Linked DNA regions of Gossypium hirsutum: region 2 is linked to region 1. Evidence: chromatin contacts called from public Hi-C data. All regions are on one chromosome and are shown on one strand. Each heading gives the region's core, a stretch centred on a gene start, on an enhancer-like site or on the middle of the called end of the contact. The rest is flanking DNA. Distances are from core to core; before and after follow the strand shown. Region 1 holds the start of LOC107951938. Region 2 holds the start of LOC107951810 (transcription factor bHLH87).

Region 1 (6,186 bases), core at 1,998-4,497:
CGGAAGGAACGGAGTACTGAGATAAATATGAGCCGGGATGACTGGAGTACTGAGGTGGTAGTGGGCTGAAGATATCAAACTCTGAATGATATCCGTGGCCTGAGGAGCCGGAGAAATAGTCATCGCCCCCTAAATCTGGATGATAAGAACTACCTCCAGAGTGTAGTTCCGGCTCTGGCTCCGGCTTTGGTGCATGATGTGGATCTGGGAGATGTTGCCCAATTCGTGTCGTATATCGGAGGACTACCATCGACCACCCACCAAACAAAAATGGTTTCCCTATCTCACAGTACAATTGTAGGTACTGTAACGAGGGCTGGAGATCCAAACCACGATCCATCTGAGGTACCCTCCCAAACTGATTGTTCCACATCGTAACATATTATTCATGCTCATCTCCCCAATCAAGCCCATGCTTCCCCCTCCTGGTCATCCCATGGATATCCCTCAATCGTACTGGCGAACTCGGGATACATTGTATGCAACCGAAGTACTCGATCGCCATGATACCACTCTACTATTTGAAAATTGATAACGGGTGCGCTAATGCACCATAAGTTTGAGTGGACGCAGGTAGAAGAGGGAATAATCGCCATAATTTCTAGAACAGAATACGGCATCCAAATGAACTTCACAGTTAATCACATTTTTATATTAACGCAGGTTGAGTGAAATAAAATAATAAAATTAAATTGATATTGGAAAAACTTACCCCCTCTCCAGAATGATTCTCAATCATCAGACGGTATATCAAAACCGTGTATGACCTCCCGATACCTGGATTTGTGCTCCATCTACGAAAAAATTGTTAGAACAACATAATCCAAAAAAAAGTCAACTAATTGTTATAACGCATAAAAATTCATCACCTATTAACGAGTGGAAATAGATATGATTGGTGACTAATTGATGCCAAGAATGGCATCCGGTAAAGTGCCCACGACTACAGCAGTATGAGGCATTCGCCTATGTCCATCGCAGAAGGATCTGTCGTCCGACAAAGTTCACGATACAACATGGCTAACACTGCGGAACCCCAACTGTATGAACGGGTGTTATGCAAATTAGATAATAGGGGTAAGTACATCAAGTGAATCGTACTATCGTTTGAATCCGGCATAAGTACACCACCTATAAGGTGCATAATGTAAGCTTGAATGGCCTGCATCACCTCCCATTCATTGGCAGTACTCGGCAAATACTCAAAAATTGGCCTTTAGCCATGAAAATCTCAAACTGGGAAATTTCCCCTCACTTGGCGAGTGTCCAAGTAATTTATAGCAAAGGGTTGCCGGCCTGGAGATCGAACTTATGCCCGTGACCGAGTTCCCGTCGATGGGGAGCCCGAGCTGTAGTGCAACGTCTTCTAGAGTGATGGTGCACTCCCCGCACGGCAAATAAAATGTGTGGGTCTCCGGACGCCATCGCTCGACTAAAGCGGAAATCAAGTCATATCGCAAATCAAAAGTCCGGATCAATGCCACTGATCCAAACCCGGCTAACTCCAAGAACGGTATTAGGCGTTCATCTGGCCGAAATCCTATACTATTAACACGGCCTCTCAATACGCGGTACGGCTCCTGACATTATTATATTAGCGAAATAGTTAATACAATATAATTTAATTCAACAAATAACATAACTATGAAATAAAAATTTTATTACCATCTCATTAATGGTACTTGATATGTGATTTGTATTATCAATCAAAGAACCCATTTGTTACAAATCTGCAATTTAAAAAAAATTGAATTCATTTTTTCTTATTTCAAAAGATACAATAAATTATTTCAAATTTTAGAAACAAACACGATAAATATCTCATAATTTCCCATTATTTACCTACAATAAAAAATTATGTTAGATAACAGTAATAATATAATTAAAAACATATAAACTATCTAAATATAAAAAACATTCGAATTTAAAAAAAAAAAGAACTAGAAACATACCTAATTAGAAGAACATCCAAATAACCTATAAAATTATATAACAACAAATTAATCAACATTTTAATAAATCAATAAAAATTATCAAATAAATAAATAATAATATAAAATTACATTATATAAAAATGACATTAAAAAATCACAAATCACAAAACACTAAACTATAAACACTAACAATTTATAATCATAAATTACTAACACAAAATAACTATAAAATTATTTTTTTAAATACATTACTAAATAAAAAATCATAATACACTAAACCACTAAACACTAACAATTTATATAACCTAATATTAAATTACTAATAAAATAGCTATAAAAATATTTTTTAAAAATATATTACTAAAAAAATCACAATACATTAAACCACTAAACCACTAAACACTAGCAATTTATATAATCTAATCTTAAATTACTAATAAAATAGCTATAAAATTATTTTTTTTAAATATATTACTAAAAAAACACAATATACTAATACACTAAACTACTAAACACTAACAATTTATATAACCTAATCAACTATAAAATTATTTTTTTTTAAATATATTATTACTAAAAAAATCACAATACACTAATACACTAATACACTAAACACTAACAATTTGTAACCTAATCCCATAAATTATTAACAAAACAAATAACTATAACAAAATACAAAACACTAATAATTTATAACCTAATCATAAACTACTAACAAAATAACTATACAATTTTTTTTTAAAATTTACATTGCTAAAAACTCACAAAACACCATAATTTTATAATAAATTACTAAAATAATACATTACCTTTTTTTTTCTTCTTCTTTTTCCTTCTTCTTCTCCTTCTCCTTTCTCTCCTTTCTTTCTCACAATCGGTGTTTGCTTCAACTTGGAGGGACCATGCTTATAAGGTCCCCATAAAGTTTTTTTTTTCTATGAGTGATATAACTCATGCATGGAGAAAATATGGGCAGCATGCAGGGGCAGCAAAAGCAGTGACAGCAACAGCAGCAGGTGAGGGTTGTTGTGCCTACCTGTCAAGCGCGACTAGTCGCGCCTACCTAACAGGCACGACCCGTTTCGAGTATTTTTTACCTGTATAAAACTCATATTTTTATATATATATTAATATAACTATTAAAAAATAATATAATAATAATTTTTTAAACAAAAAAATTAATATTAAAAAAATAGGTTACGCCTATCAGATAAACACAACTTAAAAAAATACTATTTTCGTAATTAATTTAGCTGACAATCTATTTTCAAATATAATTTTTTTTATAATATAATGGTAAAAAACTCGAAAGATGATTTTGACAATAATGATAATACATAATGGCTCCAATTATTTTCCATTTGTTGAAGCAGAGGGAAAGTTTCAGCAATGGCGGCCATGAATCTCGTTTCAGCTAGGGTTCACTCTTTCAATTAAAAGTGAGGAAAGGGTTTTCAATTTCGAAATCCAAGGGCTACAAATTGGGACCGCGAGCTACTTTGGTAGAACCGGGAGGTAGAAGCCGGACCAAGAGGAGATGGTTCTTCGGCGACTCTGTAGGCGTCGAGAGGGGACCCTGCGACGGACCTTCAGACGGAGGCCAAGGCCACGGCACGAACCGTCAATGCCTCCTTTACAGCCTCGAGCTTCTTGCCAACAAGTATGGGTCACGACTGACGACCTGTCCAGGTTAGGCCCCAGAAAATATGGAAAAAATAAAAACTGAAAATTGACTAATAATAATAGTAATGAGTTCGATTTGGATTTGATTCTTTTTTTAATTAGATTTGATTTTCATTTGATTAATAATAATTGACTATATTATATTTGAATCTATTCTAACGGTTGGAAGCGTGATGGATAATTACAAGCTGAAATACTAATTTTATTACGCAAATAACACAAATACAATTATCTTTTTAATTCTATTCTGCTGCTAGTTTACAACTCTCTTCACTCGCAAAACCTTTTCTTTTTGTTATTATTTTTTTTTCAGGATCTATTATACCAACCCATGAACTATATTTATAATAAAGTTTTAATCGACATTAAGAATTTTTGCCTACTGTCATAATTATCCTTTCATCCTTAACCTTCAATATTTCACGAACCTTTCAGCACATTTATCATTATCATCATTTTAGTCCCTGCTGCCACGTTATTGATTTTTCAAGCTCCAGACCAATTTTGACAGCTTACTATCCATCTTGCAAGCTAGTCTCTTTGTTGCCTCATCTACATACTTAAAAGACTTAAGAAATCATTAGTCAGCTGTCACTTACTAAACCACGTTATCTACATACTTAGCTGACTTTAAAAGTCGGTTTGATTTCTAACACTTCCCATTAAATCGAGCTTTTCATTCCAATCTTTTCTTTGAGTTTATAGAATACGTCCGTTTTCAATGGCTTCGTAAAAATATCTGCCAATTGATCTTATGTTCTGTAGTAAATTAACTCCACTGTTTTATTCTTCACATGCTCTTGAATAAAATAATACTTTGTATCGATATGCTTGCTTCTACAATGAAACACTAGATTCTTTGTAAGAGATATTGTGGACTTGTTGTCAATATAAATTGTAATTGGACTTTCTTTTATAATAGATAATTCACTCAAAATATTCTTCAACCAAATTGCTTAACACGTGCATGTTGCAACAACCATTTATTTTGCTTCACATGTTGAGAGGGCTATTGTTTGTTGCTTTTTGATGACCATGAAAATGTCATGGAGCCAATATGGAATAAATATTTGGATGTGCTTTTACGATCATCCAAGTCACCACCATAATCATTATCTGAATAACCAACCAATTTTGAATTTTGTGAGTGCGTATAAAATAAACCATGTTTGATGTATCTCAAAATTCTCTTTATTGCAATCAAGTGATCTTGTTTTAGCTTCCCCATATATATGCTAACTATTCCCATTGCATGCATAATGCTTGGCCGCATGATAGTCAAGTATCTTAAACTTTCAACGATACTTTTAAACAACATTGGATTTACTGGCTCTCTAGATGAATCAACGCTTAATTTCATGTATGGTTTTGCTGGCGTGACTACCGACTTGCAATTTTTCACTCTAAATATTCCATCTTTCATTTGTTTCACTTCAAATCCAAGAAGGTATGACATTTCACCAATACCTGTTATTTCAAATTATTTAGTCATAGCTTTCTTAAGTTCATTGAACATACTTGGATTGTTTCCCATGAAAATCATATCATCCACGTATAAGCACACGATCATGATGTCACCAACTCCAGTTTTCTTCGTATATAGCGCATGCTCGTATGGGCTTTTCGTGAACCCGTTCTTTTGAAAATATTAATCTATTCTTGTGTTTTATGCTTTTGGGGCTTGCTTCAGTCTATATAAAGGCGAAAAATTTTGTCTTACTATCATTGTTTTCCATATCTAGGTGGTTGTCCGATGTAGACTTCTTCTTCTAGGTAGCCATTAAGGAATGCTCACTTCACATCCATCTAATAAATCTTTCAGTTATTTCGTGATGCAGTTGTCGTGAGAAGCCTTATAGTGTCAATCCTAACGATCGAAGCAAGTACTTCATCATAGTCCATTCCATATCTTTGCTTGTAGCTTTTTGCAACTAGTCTTTCTTTGTATTTCTCCACTTTTCCTTCTTTGTTGGTCTTCGTCTTTGTACACCCATTTGACTCCAATTGGACTATGTCCTTTTGGTAGACTTGTTAACTCGTACGTGTCATTTCTTCTTATTGCTACAATTTCTTCATCCATTACCTTCTTCTGTTTGACATTTTCAATTGCATATTCATATGTTATTGGATCACATTCTGATATTAAACAGAACAATAAATAATCGAGTGTTGTTTCTATAGGTTCTATGACTCATAAATATCACGTAAACTACACATTCTTGCAAGTGCTTCCTTTGAGCTGTTAGTATTGGTATTGGTTAGAGATGATGATGTTGTAGGAGTTGTTACAACAAGACTTGGTGGAGGGCTTCGATTGTCGTCTTGTTCTTGATTATTGAAGTTGTCTTCTTTGTCATCACTGAAAAATAATCCTTCAATTTTCTTTTCTTCTTCTTTCTATATCTAGTAATCAGCTTCATTAAATTCTACATCTCTTGAAATAATAACTTTCTTGGTGAGGGGGTTGTATAGCCTATATGCATTGCTTCTTTTTTCATAACCAATGAAAATACATTTCTTTCATTTATTGTCGAGCGTCTTTCTCGTCTAGTCAGGAGCATGAGCATAT
Region 2 (6,186 bases), core at 1,195-3,694, 200 kb before region 1:
CTCCATCACTTCCATGCCTAAGTTCACAGGCCTGAACGCTGCAGCCCGATATATCATCTCTTTCATTTGTGCAATGGCCTCTGGGTCAGGTTCATCAATGGAAGATGATGCTGATGAACTTGGCTGTTGAAAATTTATGTTGGATGAGCTCGGGAGCGCCTTTTCTAATCTGGGTTGCTTTGATTTTGGTGGGTTCTTATCAATAAGCCTAAAACCACCACTTGTTGCAGCGGAAATATTGGAGTAAACACGAGTTAGACCAACTTTGAACTCACTTTGATCATCATTTCTTCTCTTTGAAGAGCTAGAGTTTGTTTCCGATTGTTTCATATTGTTGGTATATTGATCCGAACAACTCTGGGACTCTCCGGATGAGACTGGAGTAGTAGTACTGGTAGTAGCAACAAAATTCCATAAGCTCTTGCAATCAGAGAATATCATTGAGAGCCCATCATCTTCAACTGATGTATCAGTGTTGCTATTAGTAGCTGAGAGCAAGCATTCAAGGGACTCAAGAGAGCTTGCTGTTGTTGTTGTACCACCAACGACAGCGTTTCCATTTGGTAAACCATTGATGACTTGTGAGTGAACCGCCATGCTTCCAATAACAGAAACTGAAGCGTTTGATGAGTTCAAACCATAGGCTGAGCTATTCAACAATGGAGAAGAGCACCATTCTTGTGTTATACCACAAGCTGATGCAGGAACTGGCTGTGGATTAACCATTTCAGATACTATATCTGCATCTGGATTCACAAGGGATGGCTGAGCATCTTGGAGTTCTTGAATTGAATTAACGAAGATATCATCTGGCAGATTCATCTTGTCACCATAAACGGAAGAATTTGAGTTGGAAATTAGGAAACTGTCTTCTACATCATTTGGCTCACTGTTCCAAACAGGCAATGAATTTAATTCATCCCATCCCAAGCCATCCATGGCTGAAACTTTTTTTTCTGAGCCCAAAATAAAATAACTTCAACATATTAATCCAAGGATTGAAAGAAATGCAGATGAATATATAAAGTTGATAGAAATTTGAGTAAAAGTACATACCAAATCCAGATCCTACTGCAGCTGGTTGAGTTTGGCTTCGACAAAAAGACACAAGTGAAAAATATTTGTCGCAATTCTTTTAACAGAGACTAAGTTGGACCAAATCCTCTCTAATTCTTGATCACGAAGCATCAGTCATGGAAACTGAATGATAAACATGAAACCATAAACAAAATCATGCATACGACGAGTTAAGGGAATTAGATTTTTCATCTACCTTAAGCTATTCTGTATATAAACATAGTTGACACACTCAGTAATGTTGTTAAAAGGCATGCATGCTTATATAGATAGGTAAGGGAAAAAAAAACAAAAAAAAGAGAACTAGTTTTATAATCCAACAAATACTTTGTATTAGGACTTAAAATAAAAGAAAAAAAGAATAGCTTAACATAAAATAACATAGTTTCAAAAGTTGAAAAGAGGTGTAATCAGTAATGTGGAGTGTGGAAAAGATAAGGCTTTCTGGGTCAGTTTGGTGGGTGTGTATGGATATATATTTCTGCAGATGGGGAGCATTTGAGATATTAGTGAAGCATATTTAAACTATATAGTTTAATAATATATATATATATATTTCTAGTGCGGGAAATAATCTGACATGACATCCTTTTGGTTGCTCATGGAAATTTAATGTGCACTGTAAAGTTTCAAAAAAAAAAACTGCAGTCAAAACAAGCATCTATTTGACAGTCTCTAATTAATCATGACTGGTATCCCAGTTTCCAGTCTCAACTATGGTACCTACCCACATATCAGAATTAAATGCTCGTTTATAAGGGTGAGGTGAATTTAAACATTTCAGTACAGTGGCATCAATTAAACAGCAGCTACGCTTCATAGATTGCCATTTTGAGTAGTGGGGGACTGCCTGATATATGTTTGCAGGCCAAAGGAAAGGGATAATCAGAGGATCAGAGGCAGAAGATAATAGATATATAGACAGTGCAGAAAGCAAGTTGCTTACAGAATTTTGTCTCTTCAACCATTCTAATATAACATACATATAATATATTTTCATTTCACTTTATTAAATACAGATGGTTGTACTTGCAAGAGGGAAAGCAGAGAAAGAAATAGAATAGAGAAAAGAAAAGAAAAGAGAGTCGTACCCACATGCGCCCCATCATTACAACTCAGTGAATGGGTTCCCCTTTGTATATGCCACTGCCAACCTTTCCCTTATATTGTCAACTATGTGGCGTTTTTCTTCACCAAATCTGCAGATAAGCAGTGAGAATATATACAAGGAAGGAGCATTAAATGAGTGTTTTCAGTAATTAGAAGTAGTTGGTCTTAAATCCTAGAGAGTTTGACGGTTGAACTTGATTTATCCTGTCACAATTACCAAACCATCCATGATCTTATTGAAAGATATGTCGGGTGCCACCTATTCTCAATCTTTTTCATGCTCATTTGGGAGTCCATTATTTTTAACATTTCCTGGGTACTAAAATTTAATTCAAGCAATTCACCTCTGTGCGTTAATCAGGCTGGCCGATGTGTTGAAAATATTAAAATGAAGATAGGTCCACAAGTATTGTTAATGGTGGCCTAATATTTTTGTAATTTATCGGATGGTCCCCCTATCTCTTATCAAAATCCAAATAAATGCCGCTATGATCCTCTCTCCCGCGTTATTTCTGCAAAAATCCTAAACCGTTATGAACACGTGAAGGCAACACTCCGGATCACATGTGGCGCATCATGATTGGGAGCTTCCATAAATGGATAGCCATCTCCCACGTGGGCGAAATCTAAACAGGGGGACTGTGGGGACCATGGAGTATTTCAATCATCCAAGACTCCAACTTTCAACGGTTCAGTTGTGATTTGCGTCTGCATTATTTATCTTTCATCTTCAAAATAAAAAATAAAAAAATAAAGAAGTTACCGGTATAATAATAAATATAATTTTTAAACAATACCCATTCAAATTATAACAATTAGATTATAAATAAAAAATTATGTAATAAATATATTTTAAAAAAATTTACCTTTATACTTTAATAAAATTTTCACTACTATATATAATACATGTTCTTTCAATTTATCCGATTTGTATTCAACCTTTTAGTACTTAAATTTAATAGTGTTAAACTCTAACATGTACTAACATGGTGGACCCAAGGAAAATGCTGAATGGTATAGAAGAGGGACTTGTATTAAAATTTCCCTTTTTTAAACCTAACATATTAAATAAAACATAAATAAAATAAAACAAAATAAATATTTTTAATAAAATTCAATGAAATTGTGACATGTTTTAACAAAAGTTAATTCCCTTCTAATATATTTTTAAATTTCCATAATTAAAATAAATAAATAAATTTAATTAATTACTTGCGTAAATTATACAAATGGTCATACAACAATGCTCGCCTTCTTGTTTTGGTCACCTGTAGTTGAATTGATAATGAAAAGCCTTATTCTAACTGGTATGCTAACACATTTAGTTCACAATACTTACATGTTTTATTAATTTGATCCTAATTCTAAATAATTAAAAAAAATTAACCCTTCATATTTACAAATTCTATCAAAATGATCCTTAAACTTTCTAACCAAAGCTTTCAGCTTTTAAAATAGAGGCATCCCACATTTATAAATTTGTAAAACCCAAAATAGAGGCATCCCTAGTTGAGAAAATTTCTTTTCTTTTTGGGTTTTACAAATTTATGGATGTGGGATGCCTCTATTTTAAACGGTGAAAGCTTTGGTTTGAAAGTTTGAGGATCAAATTGATAAAATATGTAAGTATTGTGAACTAAATGTGTTACTATACCAATTAAATAAGGCTTTTAGTTATCAATTCAACGACGGGGGACCAAAAGAGGAATGAATTCAAATAGTAGCGCCTAAATTTTAATTTTTTAAAGTTAGGTGACCAAAAGAGAGAAACAGGCATAGTTTGGTGACCATTTGTATAGCCTACCCTAATTACTTTTACATTTTAATTGTTAATTAAAAAAATTTTCTTCGTCGTGGTGTCCCTTTCTCTTCCTCTTCTATTTTTTTTTTGTCAAAACCCTAGTTGCACTTTATCATCATGTCTGTCGATGAATCGACGATTAGGGACCTCCAACAAATAACCCAAAAATCTCATTCTCTTCTAATAAAACTTTTTTTTTCAAAATCAGCACCAAAACTTTCCTCAAGAATTCTCTAACTTTTGGTCCTTCAATCCGCTTTTGTGATTTTGATCGTCAAAGAGATAAATTTCAATATATGTTCCTTCTCGCCTTGAGTGTAACAACTCAATTTTAGAAAATGTTGGAAAATATAGTTTTGAAACTCAATTCCGTAAACTGAGTCAGTGAAAATATGAATAGAAGGATTTACGAAATTAGTATGAAAATATATTAGTAAACAGTCACGTAATTTAATCAAGAAAACCATTAATTAAAGTAAAGAGACTAAAATTGTTATAGTTCAGTCGCTATTGAATTTTAATTTATAAAAATGCATATGGACCCAACTAGCAATTAGCCAAGGGACCAAATTGTTATTTAACCATCAATGTGAGGAATTAGTGGATGTTGATATTCATCCACTTACTTATCTTTAAGAAGGATTAATTATTAGATTATTTAAGTTTTAAGGTTAAAGTTTAAATTAACTAAGGTTGATTAACAACACTAATCTAAGTATATATAAATAACTTAGTGGAGAGAAAGATAAAGTCTTCATCCTTTTAATTTGCTTTGGTCGTCCAAGTGAAGGGAAAAATAAGGAAATTCCCTTTTGTTTTCTTTTACAAATTGGTTCAAAATCCATAAGGTAAACATGCTATTTCTTTTGAAATTTTATGTTTTCATGATCATCTAAGCTTGATTAAGCTTATCCGTACATTAGATTTTTCAATTGTTAAATGTTTATCAAATTGCCGTTAATAGATATTTGGTGAACTTGAGTTTGATTTTGATGAGAACTTGAAGTATGAGTTTTGAGCATGTTAGGACTAAGTTGAAAATTAGAGAAAAGTGTTGAATTTTATTAGAAATTCAATTAAGCTATATAATTGATTTATGACATTAAGGGCTAAATTGAATAAATTGAAAACTATTAAGAAATTATGCAATATATTAGAAGCATAAGGTCCCCAATGAAAGGATATGAAATTGGATTTTGATCCGATGTTAAATATAAAAAAATATGAGTATTTCAGATATAAGGACTAAAATTAATAAAATGAAAACTATATTTGATTATGTGATTTCAAGTGATTGGGTAAAAACTAATATCGTTTCTAAACTTGAATTATCGTACGTAGATAAATACGACATTGGGCTATCCCGAGATAAAGGAAAGGCGAGAGTGGTAGACGAATAGCTAATCTTGGTTTGTGCTTTCATGATTTGAAATCAATATATATGCCTTGTTACACACTAGCTCAATTAAGGTAACAACTTTACTTGTCTCATGATTTGGTATTCATATGATGATATGAAATGGTATGTATTGAATTAAGCTTGATATAATAGATTTTTTTTTGAAATTATGATGTGAAGATCATGTATATATGTATATGTTTGAAAACATTGGTTACCCTATTAACGATCTCAAGTAGAGTCAAGTATAGTTAGTATGTCAAAGGATTAGTGTATGGGCATATTATACTTCGGACGTTTCAATGAGTGTTGGTCACACTTTACTTCGATTTATATCGATGAGGAGCGGAGTGTATATTATACTTCAGACATATCGATGAAGCATTGGGTGCCAAATATATTGGTGTGATGGTTGGATGATTCATGTATTCGTCTTGAGCTCGTGTCTAATTAATAGGGATAATAAAACATATATTTTTCTAAGTGACATTTGATATGAAATTTTAATAGTAAATTTTATATCTTGTATATAAATGTTTAAGTGACAAAAGATGGCATGTCAAATATCATGCGAACTGATTAAAACAAGCCTTAAGGGCCAATATGGATATAAATCGATTTAGTGGATTTGAGATAGAAATGAGAAAAGAAATGGATTTGTTGATATGCTAGGACACATATGTAGTTGTGATATGATGATAAATAAGATTATGTGTTCATATATGACATGCCAAATGAAATGTAGTATCAGACTATGCACATCAGACATGAAATGCAAACTTAATACTAATTGTTAATT

The links. Hi-C and Micro-C count contacts between places; a contact is called where the count stands out from the background.
Region 2: a contact with region 1 is called in a Hi-C map of leaf, with 2.0 times the contacts expected there. The contact joins the promoter of LOC107951810 here to the promoter of LOC107951938 in region 1. A contact is called at or near these places in 2 of 34 Hi-C or Micro-C datasets (callus and leaf).

The regions. Positions count from the first base shown.
Region 1 is chrA02:82,789,326-82,795,511 of Gossypium_hirsutum_v2.1, reverse strand. It overlaps LOC107951938, which reads left to right and starts at 3,247. Exons shown (of 2, transcript XM_016887123.2): 1 at 3,247-3,623. The coding sequence starts at 3,472.
Region 2 is chrA02:82,991,578-82,997,763 of Gossypium_hirsutum_v2.1, reverse strand. It overlaps LOC107951810 (transcription factor bHLH87), which reads right to left and starts at 2,444. Exons shown (of 4, transcript XR_001698621.2): 1 at 2,169-2,444; 2 at 1,057-1,200; 3 at 1-956.